Regions from separate parts of the Mus musculus genome. Here regions 2 and 3 are each linked to region 1. Evidence: chromatin contacts called from public HiChIP or PLAC-seq and promoter capture Hi-C data. All regions are on one chromosome and are shown on one strand. The core of a region is the stretch at or near the end of the contact, and the rest is flanking DNA. Distances in the headings are between cores, read along the strand shown.

Region 1 (4,010 bases), core at 466-2,965:
TTCGAGGCCAGCCTGGTTTACAGAGTGAGTTCCAGGACAGCCAGGGCTATACAGAGAAACCCTGTCTCAGAAAAAAAAAAAAAAAAGAAAAAAAAAAAAAAGAAGAAATTGAGATTAAAAAAAAAAAAGGAAATACTTATATATTTTCTAGGGCTAGGTAGAGTTTCTTTCCTTTAAAGAATATTTCTCTGTTATTAGAGCGTGTATGTACATGATGTTTGTATGAGGGTGCGCATGTGCCATGCTGTACATATGGAGGTCAGAGGTCAAGTTTGTGGATCAGTTCTCTCCTTTCACCTTGGTGTGGGCTGTGGGCACTGAACTCATGTCCTCAGGCTTAGGTGACACATGCTTTTATCCACATCCACACATCCCTTATACCCCCCATTTTGAGACAGATTTTGACTATACAGCCCAGGCTGACCTCATAGTCATGGCAAAGAAGTTAACTGTTCTTTTTGTGTATGTGATTTTGTTTTTCATTAAGTTGCTCACAGCCTTCTTGTCTCCCAGCAAGATATTCCTATGGAAATTAAAATTTCTTCGGTTCATTGTTCCCAAAAGCCAAGGAAAGGACATAAGTATCTCTTTAGTATATCCTCATTTCTGCTAGGCGGGCTGGGGATGACAGAGGGTCATAAGTTTAAAGATAACCGGGTTACACAGCAAGACCTTGTCTCAAATAACAACAAACCTCAGCAGTGACCGCCTCACGAAGTTCTACCACTATGCTATATTCCTAGTGCCCCCAAGACACCACACACACACACACACACACACACACACACACACACACACACGACAAAATGGGGACAATAAACCTTATCTGAGGATAGTAAATGATTTATAATAGCTAAGGAGATCCTTTTAAGTAGATAGTGATTAAGTGTAATGGGCATGCTATTTTGATTAGTGAGCACTTAGGTAATACATGGGGGCTATGTTAAATACTTTGAACACTTTTTTTTTTTCCCGTTCTTGGAGGGTCTTTCTACAGAGCTGTCGCTGTCCTGGAACTCATTATGAAGACCAGGCTAGTCTCACAGAGATCTGCTTGCCTATGCCTAGTGAGTACTATAATTAAAGGCCTGCGCTACCAGGCGCAGCTACTTTGTTCACTTTAATTAGACCCTGTGAATAATCCCTTAGGAGAGGTACTATAATAATATCACTTAAAGGAAAAACGGATTTTTAGAGAATGGGTGACTATGCCCCAGGAAAAGACAGCTAGCTTATTTCAAGACATCTCAGACCAATTGGCAGTGCAGCACCAACACCTCCGCTCACCTTTTGACTGGCCACTGGCCTTGCCTGCTTCCAGCTCAGATTTCTGCTCCAGGTCTGGCACAATAAAGAGCCTGAATCAAATTCCCAAAAATGTGCTGCCTTTTGAAATCTATTCCAGTAGCAACTCCTCCGCACAGTACTTCGGTGCAAAACATCTATTTGGTTCAGCTGCTTCGGCCAAAGGCAGGAGCCAGGAAGAGGGACCGTTGGCAAGTAAGAATTCTGGCACCTGCCTGTTGCTGCCACCAGGATAAGCCACAGCTCCTAGTGGTCTGTTGAGCCTCTGGGCGGAAATCCAAGACCCTTATTAGCCTCAGCCCTAGGCCCGCCCCTTCCTTTAGGCCGGATCGTCGAGCGTCAAGTTCACTGAACGCAGCCAATAGGGGACTGTGGTGGCAGAGTGGCGGGAGGTTCGATTGACACTGCCTGGAGGCTCTTAACGCGCGCTTTGGGAAGAGGAAGAATAAGGGGAAAGATACCGGAGTCGCTCTTTGCCTCTCTTCAGCTTCTAAGATTCTCCTCCTCCCAACCTGGATTTTTAACTGGTCCTTCCTGGGTTCCTGTTTAACTTCCCACAAGGCGTTCCTAGGTCTCTGCTTGCCTTCCTCACACTGAGGTTTGATGTCGGTCCAGCTCTGGTAAATTCTATCCCTCTCCTAAGAATTCAGGCGTCTCGCCTTCGTACTTAAGACTGTACTTTTTCGTAGGTGTTACTCTCAGGGAAGCAGCCCAGCTAGGGACGTTATTCCAACTCCACTTTGCTCATCTGCAACTTCAATCTGTCTTCTTTCCCATCCTAGATTTAGACCCAGCTCCGCTTGGACTTGGCTTTGGATATTTTGACCTTGAGGAACTTGGGGACCGACATTCCTGGTTTGGACCCAAGCCTCATCCTCTGATTGCATCCCCTCCCCTCATACCGACTCTTAAGACAATATTTTCAATGATATAGCAACTTCCTTTTATAGCATCCCCTGGTCCTGCATTCTCTGTTGCTGAGTGCTTTTAACTTCGCTGATGGGCACTTGACATTTGATGCTTCTGGGGCCAGGATGGTAAGTGTGACCTTAAGCTGACTTAAGGGGCCTGGCTGCAGGATCACTGCAGGAACTCACTTTCTGTTCTCCCTTGCAGAGGAGGAGCTTAGCTCCCAGCCAGTTGGCTAGGAGGAAACCAGAAGACAGATCATCAGATGATGAAGACTGGCAGCCTGGGACAGTAGTGAGTGTTTAGGGGAATAAGGAAAATGAGGTTCATAGTCATCTTGAGAAAGTACCTTTCATACATTTTTGAAGCTTTTTTTTTTTTTTTTTTTTTTTTTGAGATGAGCTTCTCACCAGGTCTGTAGACTATGGTCTGTCTCCCAAATGCAGTGTGTGGTCGTAGGCATGTGCCAGGCACACCTGGCACTTAAGGTTTTTTTTTTGAAACAGTGTTTCTCTGTGTAGCCCTGGCTGTTCTGGAACTCTGTTTGTAGACCAGGCTGGCCTTGAACTCACACAGAGGTTCCCTTGCCTCTGCTACCCAGTGTTGAAAGTGAAGGTGTTTGCCACTACTGCCCCGCGTAAGTAAATTTTAATGAAAATTTACAGTATACTAAGCATTGGAGAAGATTAATAAAATTGTTATCCTTGGGGCTGGAGAGATGACTCAGTGGTTAAGAGCACTGACTGCTCTTACAAAGGTCCTGAGTTCAAATCCCAGCAACCACATGGTGGCTCACAACCATCTGTAATGAGATCTGATGCCCTCTTCTGGAGTGTCTGAAGACAGCTACAGTGTACTTACATATAATAAATAAATAAATCTTAAAAAAATTGTTATCCTCCAGGTAGGTTCACTAGAAATTAATACAGTTTCAGTTTTCTTGGTGGGAGGAGAATATCAAAACCAAGGAATGGTAATGTTGGGTTCCAGGCCTGCCAAAAGTGGGGGTGGTGGTGTACTAATATATTCTGTGTGCTTCCCTAACTACATAGTATATTCAGGCCAGCCTGGAATACATGAAAATCTGCGTTTAAAAAAAAAAAGTAGGATTTTGGCATATGAGAGCTTTAGAGTTTCTCTGATATCCCTGGCTGCCCCTGAAACTTGCTCTATAGAGATCAGGCTAACCTCAGAATTTAGAGACCTGCCTCTGGTTTCCAAGATCAGGGATTCATTTGCCACCATGCCTGGCTGGGTGTTTTTTTTTGGTCTATTTTGAGACATGAATTCTGTTATGTAGCTCTCTGACTGACTTGGAACTCACTGTGTAGACCAGACAGAGATCCACTTGCCTCTGCCTGATGAGTGGAAGGATTAATGGCATGTGCCACTTTTTCTGTCCTTAGAAGGTACTTCTTGTTGGTGTCTGTATATGAGTATCGGCCTGTGAAGAGAAGGGCCTGATAACTGTTTCAGGAAATTCAGATAGCTTGACAAGTTGTTACAAGTGTGCTCTGATGGCTTGGTGTTCACTCTTTTTAAAACTTATTTTGTAGGGAGTATGCATATGTCATGGCACTGGGTTTGGGTACCTAGCTCAGGCTGTCTGGTTCTGAGGCAAGCATCCATTCTGCTTAGCTGGTTCACAGCATCCTCCTCTCCCCCGCCTTTTGAGACAGCTTCTCTCATGTAGCTTAGGCTAGCCTCAAACTCATGCTATAGTTAACAGTAGTTTTAAACTGTGAGCTTCCGCCATCTTCTACCTTCAGACCAATCCAGCATGCTTGGCCTGGGGT
Region 2 (4,010 bases), core at 1,097-3,596, 900 kb before region 1:
AACACAAGCTTCTTTAGGGTCTGGCTGGAGAATTGTAGTTCTCACCCTTCATAAAGGAAATGGTCCTTTGCAAAAGATTTAGATCATCACAGAAGACCACAACTGATCAAAACAAAGAGCTGTGGAGCCTGGTCCCAACTAATACCTGTAAGAAAGTCCCGCAGCCAAGGCTCCGTGATCATTAAAAAGACAGAGGGACAGGAGGTTTGCTAGATATGGTCTGTGTCTCCTAGATATGCCAGAGACTATACAGCCATAAAGTGTCACCAACATGGCTTCCTAAACGAGACCTGAACAAGGATAACACCAACTGACATGTTAATGTCTGGGAGGGAAAGCTTACAAGGCCTCAACCCTAAGCAAAAAAAAAAACTACAGGCAACTAAGAAATTCTGAGAGCAAGTGAAATAGTGAACATCAATTGATTATCCAATACCAAATGACCAGTCCTGGGGAAATACACATAATCAACATGATTATGAGAGAGCAGCTGTAGTTATGTATTTAGGAATATACACATCCACACATTCATGAAGCTGTTGGGATTAAATGAGGGCTCACTTGTCTGGTATTTATGAGGCCTTAGGCTGGATCCCCTACACAAGAATAAAAAAGTATTTCTCTATAAGACATGCAAAGTAACGTTCATCCTATCACACGCACTATATACATGTTTCATATTATTGGACAGATGCTGGATCACGGAAAACACACTATACCAACTAAAATATACTGTGCTATAACTCTGGGTTTTCTTTTGTAACAAATACTTATTTTTTTTTTAATTTTATGTGTGTGTTGAGTGCACATATGGAGTCAGATCCCCTGTAAGTGGAGTTATAGATGGTTCTGAGCTATCATGTAGGTGCCGAGAACTGAACCTAGGTCCTTTGGAAGAATATACGCTGCTTTTAATCACTGAGGCACCTCTCCAGCCCCCTATAGGTCCTTTTTAAGTGGACAGGTATTATTACGCTGTCATAGCTAGTGTGATGGCCTTTCCTAGATGTGACCCTCACTACAGATCAGTACATGCAACCTGGTGGTTCCAGACTCTAGAACCACTTCTAGAGGTCATCATATTGATGCTTGTGAATCTAGTGCCAATACCTGGTTATAAAGTGTGAATTAACCTCCTGGGCTCAAGTGATTCCCAGTCTTACCACCTTAGCAGCCAGAACTGCAGGTCTACGGCTACTCCTGCTTTAGGCTGGTTTTCTCCTGGGACAAGTAACCAAGTAGCAAAACTCTTTAAAAAGACTCTGCTCAGAAATCATCTTGCATAGCATGAAGCTACAACTAACTTTTTGCACACCAATGATGGGACTTCTTTCACCTGCTGCTTCTACTATACTCTGTACGGACTGTGTCAACCTTTATAGGCTTCACTGCAGGCATTCATTTAAATGCCTATTAAGAGTGAGTTCCTTGAAGTTGGGGACTATGTGTTGTCAGGATACACCCAGTCAGATGCCAGATACTATATGTGGAATGAGCATCTGTGAACCTCACAGCAACCCCACATTAGTGTTAAGCTCAAATGTGTACAAGAACACATTTGGAACCCAGGTGGCTAGAACCTAAAGTTCCTGTTCTCAATCTCTGGGTTAAGGAGGAAAAAAAAAAAAAAAGACGCAACCTAAGAAACAAGAATACTTATGAACCTAACCAATCATAAGGCTAGACTTAAAAGTTTCAACTTTACCGTCGTGACTCCCAATACCAAGTCGATGAGTCTCACCAGCCTCCAAGTTTTACAGGAGGCGTTTACAGAGTCCCAGTCATGCCTTCCTCACAGTTGCCGTCTTCTGTCCTAAATTGTAAGATCGGCTACTGCATTGTAATTGGTTTGCCAAACCTTTGCGCGCTGCCTAAAAGGGCCTTACTGTATCCCATTTAGTCCCTGCCTTGAGCCCAAATAAATGTGGGACGAATAAATAATGTGGAAACCATGTCAGCAAGGCACCAAGGGAGTCTAGTGCTCACTCGGTGTGACTTCGGGCAGAACTGTCCCTCCCTGAAACTCAGTTTTTCCATCTGTTGCACAAGGCTTGGACTCTCCAGTCCCCCAGTCGGGACGCATGGCTCTACGGCCAGGGCCGGCAGTGTCTCGCCCGGCGATTTCGGGAGCGCAGTCCCTGTCTGCCTACTCGGGTCCTGCTCGGCTAGCTGGCCTCCCTCACAGGAACCCGGCTTTCCAGCATCCGCGCGCCGCTCTCCCTGCTCAGCCAGCTCGTGCCCCGCCTGGCACCGCACTAGCCCCGGCTTTACCTCAGCTATCCGCACGCCGCAGCCTCTCCCAGCGCTCCCCACGCCGCCTCTGGCTGACAAGCCAAGAGCGCAGGCGCGCGGTGGCCGAGCGGTTCGATACGACGCGCCGACTCAGGAAGGAGGAACGAGTGCCGAGTAATAGATGGCAGAAGGCAAGGATGCTCTTGCGGAGCGTGCCGGAGACCAAGCGACCGACGAGCCGTGGCGTGGAGTTTCTGTATTGCTGCCTAGTGCTTGTTAAATGTCCCCTTCAATCTCTAACGTTTCGGAGTTGCCATTCTAAATCCCAGCCTCACGGCACTGTAAATTTGGCTTGTCAATACTTTTTGTTTTGTTTTGTGATTTTTTTTTTTCAAGACAGGGTTTCTCTGTGTAGCCCTGGCTGTCCTGGAACTCACTCTGTAAACCAGGCTAGCCTCGAACTCACAGAGAACCGCCAGCTGCAATCTCCCCTGCCTCTGCCCCCGGTAGACTGGGATTAAAGACCTGCACCAACACTCATAGAAGATTCAAGAATTTAAAAAAACAAAGCAAAACAAAACACCTACTAAATTCCCTTGCAAGCCAGCGGTTGGTTAGGCTTCTAGTGTGCAAGATGCCTGATTTGGCCTTTGTGTCAGCAAACTTTAGCCATTCAAACAATAAATTCATTTCTGATAGTGTGAGAACCGGACTTAGAGCGTTTCTCCCTGGGAGGTAAAGCCCCTAAAACATTCCCCCAAGCTTGTTTTCCCTGTTCTCTAAAAATACAGCTAGAAAGAAGCTCTTTGTTCTCTATAGCCAGCAAAAAGCCTTTTTGTTTCTATACCTTACAACCAGAGATGCGATAATTGTAATTTTACCAAGGATACCCGGCAGAGAAGAGCTGTTGAGTTATTGGGGTGCGGGCCAGCTCATCCCGGGACTTGAGCTGAGGCCCAGCTTTGGGGGTCTTACAATAGCACTTAATGGTTTGAAGAGAGTAAGTCGGGTTGAGCCTTGGGAAAGAGCCTTGCAAGCTGACTAGACAGCAAGTGCAAAGATCCTGCCCGTGGTGGTGAATGCCTATAATCCCAACACTTGGGAGGCAGAGGCAGGCCTATGTCTGTCAGTTCGAGGCCAGCCTGGTCTACAGAGTGATTTCCAGGACAGCAGGGCTACACAGAGAAACCCTGTCTCAAAAAACAAAAAAACAAAAAAACAGCAACAAACAAACAAATCCCAAAAGAAACCCCGGAGTTCAATAAAGAGTAGGAAGGGCACTGCAGCAGAAATAAAGTGAGAGGGGAAGTGGGTGAGTAAAGGCTACCAGAGGGAGCCAGATGGAGGAGACCAGAGAATTCAGACCCCACCGGCTTGTAGGCTATAGCAAGGAACATAAGTTTTTTCTGTGGAATGTATAATGAACATAACGTAAGAAAACAGAGACAGAAGCACTCTTTTTTAATAGCTTCTTAACTCAGATAGCACAGGAGGAAACAAGCCCCATGGTGTCTGCAGCCCAGGGCCTACAGTCCTGTCTTCATATTGGCATATAAAAGCTTTTAGTGTGGTTGTGCATGGTATTGCATGTCTGTGATCTCAAAGGCTGAGGGAGAAGGACTGTAAATCCTGAGCTAAATAAGGAGACCTGTCTCAAAAGTAGGAGTGGGGAGTGGGGACACCACAACGGTGACAACTTAAAGGGAGCATGAGTCTAAACTGGAATTTCACAGTCTGAGCCTAGGCCTGGGCCTGGACCTTTGATTGAGCCTTGGCCT
Region 3 (4,010 bases), core at 614-3,113, 600 kb before region 1:
CACATAAAATAAAAATAAACCTAAAAACAACAAACCCTTGCTATTTCCCACTGATGATTCCCATGGCTATAACGCTCATGTCAGAAACTCACCGCAGTTCCGTCAACCTCCAGAGAAAGCTGATTTATCTACAGATAACTGATCACAATAAAAATAAGACCAGTCTAGTGTGATAACACGCATAATTCCCGGCTGGCCTACCCTCAAACAAGCAGAAAAAGAGAGAAAGAAGGCAGATGTGCTGCTCACTGCCGCCTGCCTTCCACTTACTCCTAAATCCGTGGGCTGACCACTGCATTACAACCACCAGATTATCAAAACTGCCTTTGAAAGAAAACAAGTCACTTCCTAATTGCCAGACTCGTGGCTTCACACTCTCCTGCTGCTTGACCTGGGAAGCGCCTGGTATCCCCCTCCCTTCTGGAGACTGTCTTTGGCTTCTGTGATACTGCCACAGTGTTCTAGCTCTCTTCAGTGTCTGTTATCCTCAGCAATGCTGCCTCTGTCCACAGCCCAATTCTCCGCTTTCTGGAGTACTACGAGGGGGTGCTAAGGTTTCAAGTATTCCTATTTAATTCCAATTTATGTCTTTAGAGCCTAACTTAATCAGTTCTATGAGCAACTTTCCACCTCTATTTGAAAAACTCGGGTTGAACTTGTCCACAACCCAACTTATCATTCTTCAGATCTACTTCTTTACATTGTTAGCACCACCAACCCAATACCATAAACCAATGAGAAAGCCCTTATGTAGAAAAGCAGAAAGCAAAAAACCCTCTAAATTCTATTCTAAAATTCTTGGAATTTCATGCCATTCTCTTCATTTTCCACAACTATTCCAGTCCATTCATCCTCTTCTCACGCACAAAACACAGCAGCCTCCTGACTACCTGGGCCTTCTGCCCTCCGGTCTTACTTTCAATCTTTCTTTCACATTTTCCAGAGATAATCCATATCAAACTCCTGCTTACAACCTTCAATGGCTCCGTATGCCTACAAATAAAGTCCAAATTCTTTAACAAGTTTTTCTCAGAGGTTTAAATTAAAAGGTTTTTCAATTGGACTAATCTGGCTTTTATTTCCAACTAAATCAGAATCGTAGTTTAGATAAGAGTCTTCTTCAAAATGAAGGGTAAGAACGTGAATAAAAAGGAGAGAAGTCTCTTAGGATAGGAGTCAGGGTGGTTAGGAGAGATGAGCACGTTTCGGAGGGAATCCAGATCTCAGAGGGAGAAGGGGGCTCGGAGACTAGTGAGGCACACTCAGTAGGGGAACGGGACGTGAAGGATTCCACAACTTCACAAGTGAGGAAGGTCAGACACAAACAACCCTTTTGAGTATAACGTCCAATGGGTTCTTGACCCCTGAGACGAGGTGGGGACTGTCCCGGGACCCGGAGGGAACTGAGAAGGAAAGGGGGAGAGGGGCAAGAGACAGTCCCCGCTTCTTTGAGAATCTCAAGTACAGCACCGGATTGTCCAGTGCTCAGCGACCCATGAGCCAAGCTGCGCGCAGGGCAGGGATGCCGAGCCTTGGTCCCCAGGCACTCTCCCGACGTTACCTGAGGCACAACTGAGCCGCGGAGGGGGCGTCTGCGCCGGCCAGAGGGTAAGGGAGGCAGCGGCCCAGAGCGAGCATAGCAGCTCCCGGCCGCGGCTGTTTAGCCTGCGGAGGAGGTGAGGGTCCCTTGGGCAGAAGCCGGAGATTGCTCAGGGCCAGCGGCGGCGCAGGAGCTGGAGGCTACTGCCATGGCCTTGCGGTCTGAGCTGCTTTCCCCCGCCTACTCGGCGGGGCCCGGAGGCGGATCACCGCTGGGACTGAGAAGGCAGCTGGAAACTCTCGGCTCCCCGCCGGTGAGTGTCTGAAACGCCTGGGGGGCAGGGGGCTGGGGGCGGGGCCCCGTGAGCTCCGCCCCCTCCTCAGGCCTCCCTCAGAGCAGCCAATCAATCGTCAACCTTTGACAAACGAGCTAATAGAGTTGCCCAATTAACGTTAGGAATGCCACGTGGTACGAGGGTGGGCACAATGGGCGTACAGAAAAGCCAATCAGCAACGCTCGGCGCCAACTCTTAGAAGATGAAGGGAACCAATAGGAAGAGAGTGGAGTTAAAAACAGAGGGGACAGTGTGTTGAAAAAGCGGAACCGGAGAGAATTCACCTTGGGGAAAACCTAGTCTAAAGAGTCTCAGAGGGCGGGACACAAGAGAGACCAATCAAACCCCCCCAAACAGAAGCGAATGGTAAATTAATTAAGCCAATTAAACAAGCACTAAACTGGCGCGGCTTTTGAATAAGGTGTTCTGCTGGATCGAATGCAGTGTCCTGCAGGAACGCAGTATATTGACAAGCTAAAATTAGCACATAATTCCTAACAACTTGAGAAAGAGCAGTAAGTATAACTTAAACGAAATGCCAAAGGGAGAGATTGAATTCAGGGAAGGCTTAGAGGATTGGTATCACCAGCTAGATGGAAAGGAGAGATATGAAAGATCTTCGAAGGGAATAACAATTCTACCCAACTGTTCATCAGGTACAGATTTCCTCACACTTTCCATAGCCATGGATCTCAAGGGTTCATAATTTTATAGCTGAACAGACTGCTAAAGAAGAATAAGAGCAGTGGGATATAGGTCTTACTCCCAACGGTTTAGGGGCCTCCCTTCAGAAATCTTTAGCATGTGAGACATAATTAAAATATGTCTAGGAGCCGAGCATGGTGGCGCACGCCTTTAATCCCAGCACTCAGGAGGCAGAGGCAGGCGGATTTCTGAGTTCGAGGCCAGCCTGGTCTACCGAGTGAGTTCCAAGACAGCCAGGGCTGCACAGAGAAACCCTGTCTCGAATAACAAAAAAAAATAAATAAATAAATAAATACTAGGGGCAGAAAGCAATGGTAATGTACCATGTGGTCCAGGGTTCAATTCCCAGCACTGAAAATAATAACACCAATGGAATGTAGTGCTACTGACAGCTGAGTTTATGAAAATGTATAGTAGGAAATAAAATTGCAAGAGGCTGAACATGAGTGGAGTTTAAATAATAAAATTATCTTTTTATTTTAAATGCTGTGTGATTTATCCTTGAACAGAAGCATAACCTAAACAGGGAATTGTTTGAGGAAGAGTAATTAGCTCACAGAATCTCTGAAGGGAGGTACTCAGGCACAGTTCTCTTGGCCTGTTCAGGATCTTTCTGACATAAATTATGTGCTGCCACCTGGTGGCAGTTCAGACCCACTGTTCCACCGTTGTCCTTTAACATTTCTGTTGAAAGATTTGGCACCCTTGCAAGTGTGTCTCCCATAGAGCTTGATACAAACAGTTGATAAATACTACTGGTAGCAATCGGAGCTAATGCCACCATGCCAGATAAATTATCTGCCCAGTGAAAGACAGAGAGAGGCTTGGCGAAAAGGCTTGTGTTAAATGTGGATCTAAATAACAAAAATTTTTTAAATTTGGGGCTGGAGATGCAGTCCATTTGGCAGTGTTAGTATGCACGGCGCCCAGATGTGGTGTCACACTCCTATCAAATCACCATTCAGAAAGTGGAGGCAGGATTTCAGGAGTTCAAGGTCATCCTCAGCTAGATATGGAGTCTAGACCAGCCTGGGACACTTGATACCTGGCCTCAAAATAAAAACTATTAAATAGAGGAAGGAGGAAAAACAACAACACCAAGGGTTCAAGTAGTTACCGTGCAAACCTGAGGAAGAGTCTGTCATCCCAGCACTCCTGGAAGGTGGGAGGCAAAGACCAACACCAGAGCTGCCTCCTAATCCCAACATGTACTCGGTAGCATGAATGTACACAAACAAGCCAGGTATGGTCTACATACCTATAATACCTGGGGTGTGGCGACAGGAGGAACAAGGCCACCTTTGGCTATATAAAGAGTCTAAAGCAAGCCTGGACAACACAGGATTCTGTCATATACACACCAAAATAAATCAATAAAATAAAACTGGGTCTGAAGCTAAGTATGATATCACTGTATCACTTGTAATCCTG

The links. Promoter capture Hi-C pulls out the DNA fragments that hold promoters and counts their contacts. HiChIP or PLAC-seq counts read pairs in DNA pulled down with a chosen protein or histone mark.
Region 2: a contact with region 1 is called in a promoter capture Hi-C map of pre-B cells, with 3 times the contacts expected there. The contact joins the promoter of Eif2b3 here to the promoter of Rad54l in region 1. A contact is called at or near these places in 4 of 39 promoter capture datasets (the C10 cell line, cranial neural crest, liver and 1 more).
Region 3: a contact with region 1 is called in a CTCF HiChIP or PLAC-seq map of the NIH/3T3 cell line, with 7 read pairs. The contact joins the promoter of Tesk2 here to the promoter of Rad54l in region 1. A contact is called at or near these places in 2 of 39 promoter capture datasets (cranial neural crest and frontonasal cranial neural crest), 2 of 15 datasets of contacts at CTCF or cohesin (both in the NIH/3T3 cell line), 4 of 115 datasets of contacts at active chromatin or transcription factors (the 230-238 cell line, the SCID.adh cell line, large pre-B cells and 1 more) and 1 of 9 other capture datasets (liver).

The regions. Positions count from the first base shown.
Region 1 is chr4:116,121,394-116,125,403 of GRCm38.p6, reverse strand. Rad54l (RAD54 like (S. cerevisiae)) reads left to right here and starts at 1,715. Exons shown (of 18, transcript NM_009015.3): 1 at 1,715-2,342; 2 at 2,422-2,508. The coding sequence starts at 2,340. It overlaps 2510003B16Rik (RIKEN cDNA 2510003B16 gene), which reads right to left and starts at 1,564. Exons shown (of 3, transcript NR_131048.1): 1 at 1,288-1,564.
Region 2 is chr4:117,017,738-117,021,747 of GRCm38.p6, reverse strand. It overlaps Eif2b3 (eukaryotic translation initiation factor 2B, subunit 3), which reads right to left and starts at 2,346. Exons shown (of 12, transcript NM_001111277.2): 1 at 2,272-2,346.
Region 3 is chr4:116,718,808-116,722,817 of GRCm38.p6, reverse strand. It overlaps Tesk2 (testis-specific kinase 2), which reads right to left and starts at 1,863. Exons shown (of 11, transcript NM_146151.4): 1 at 1,562-1,863.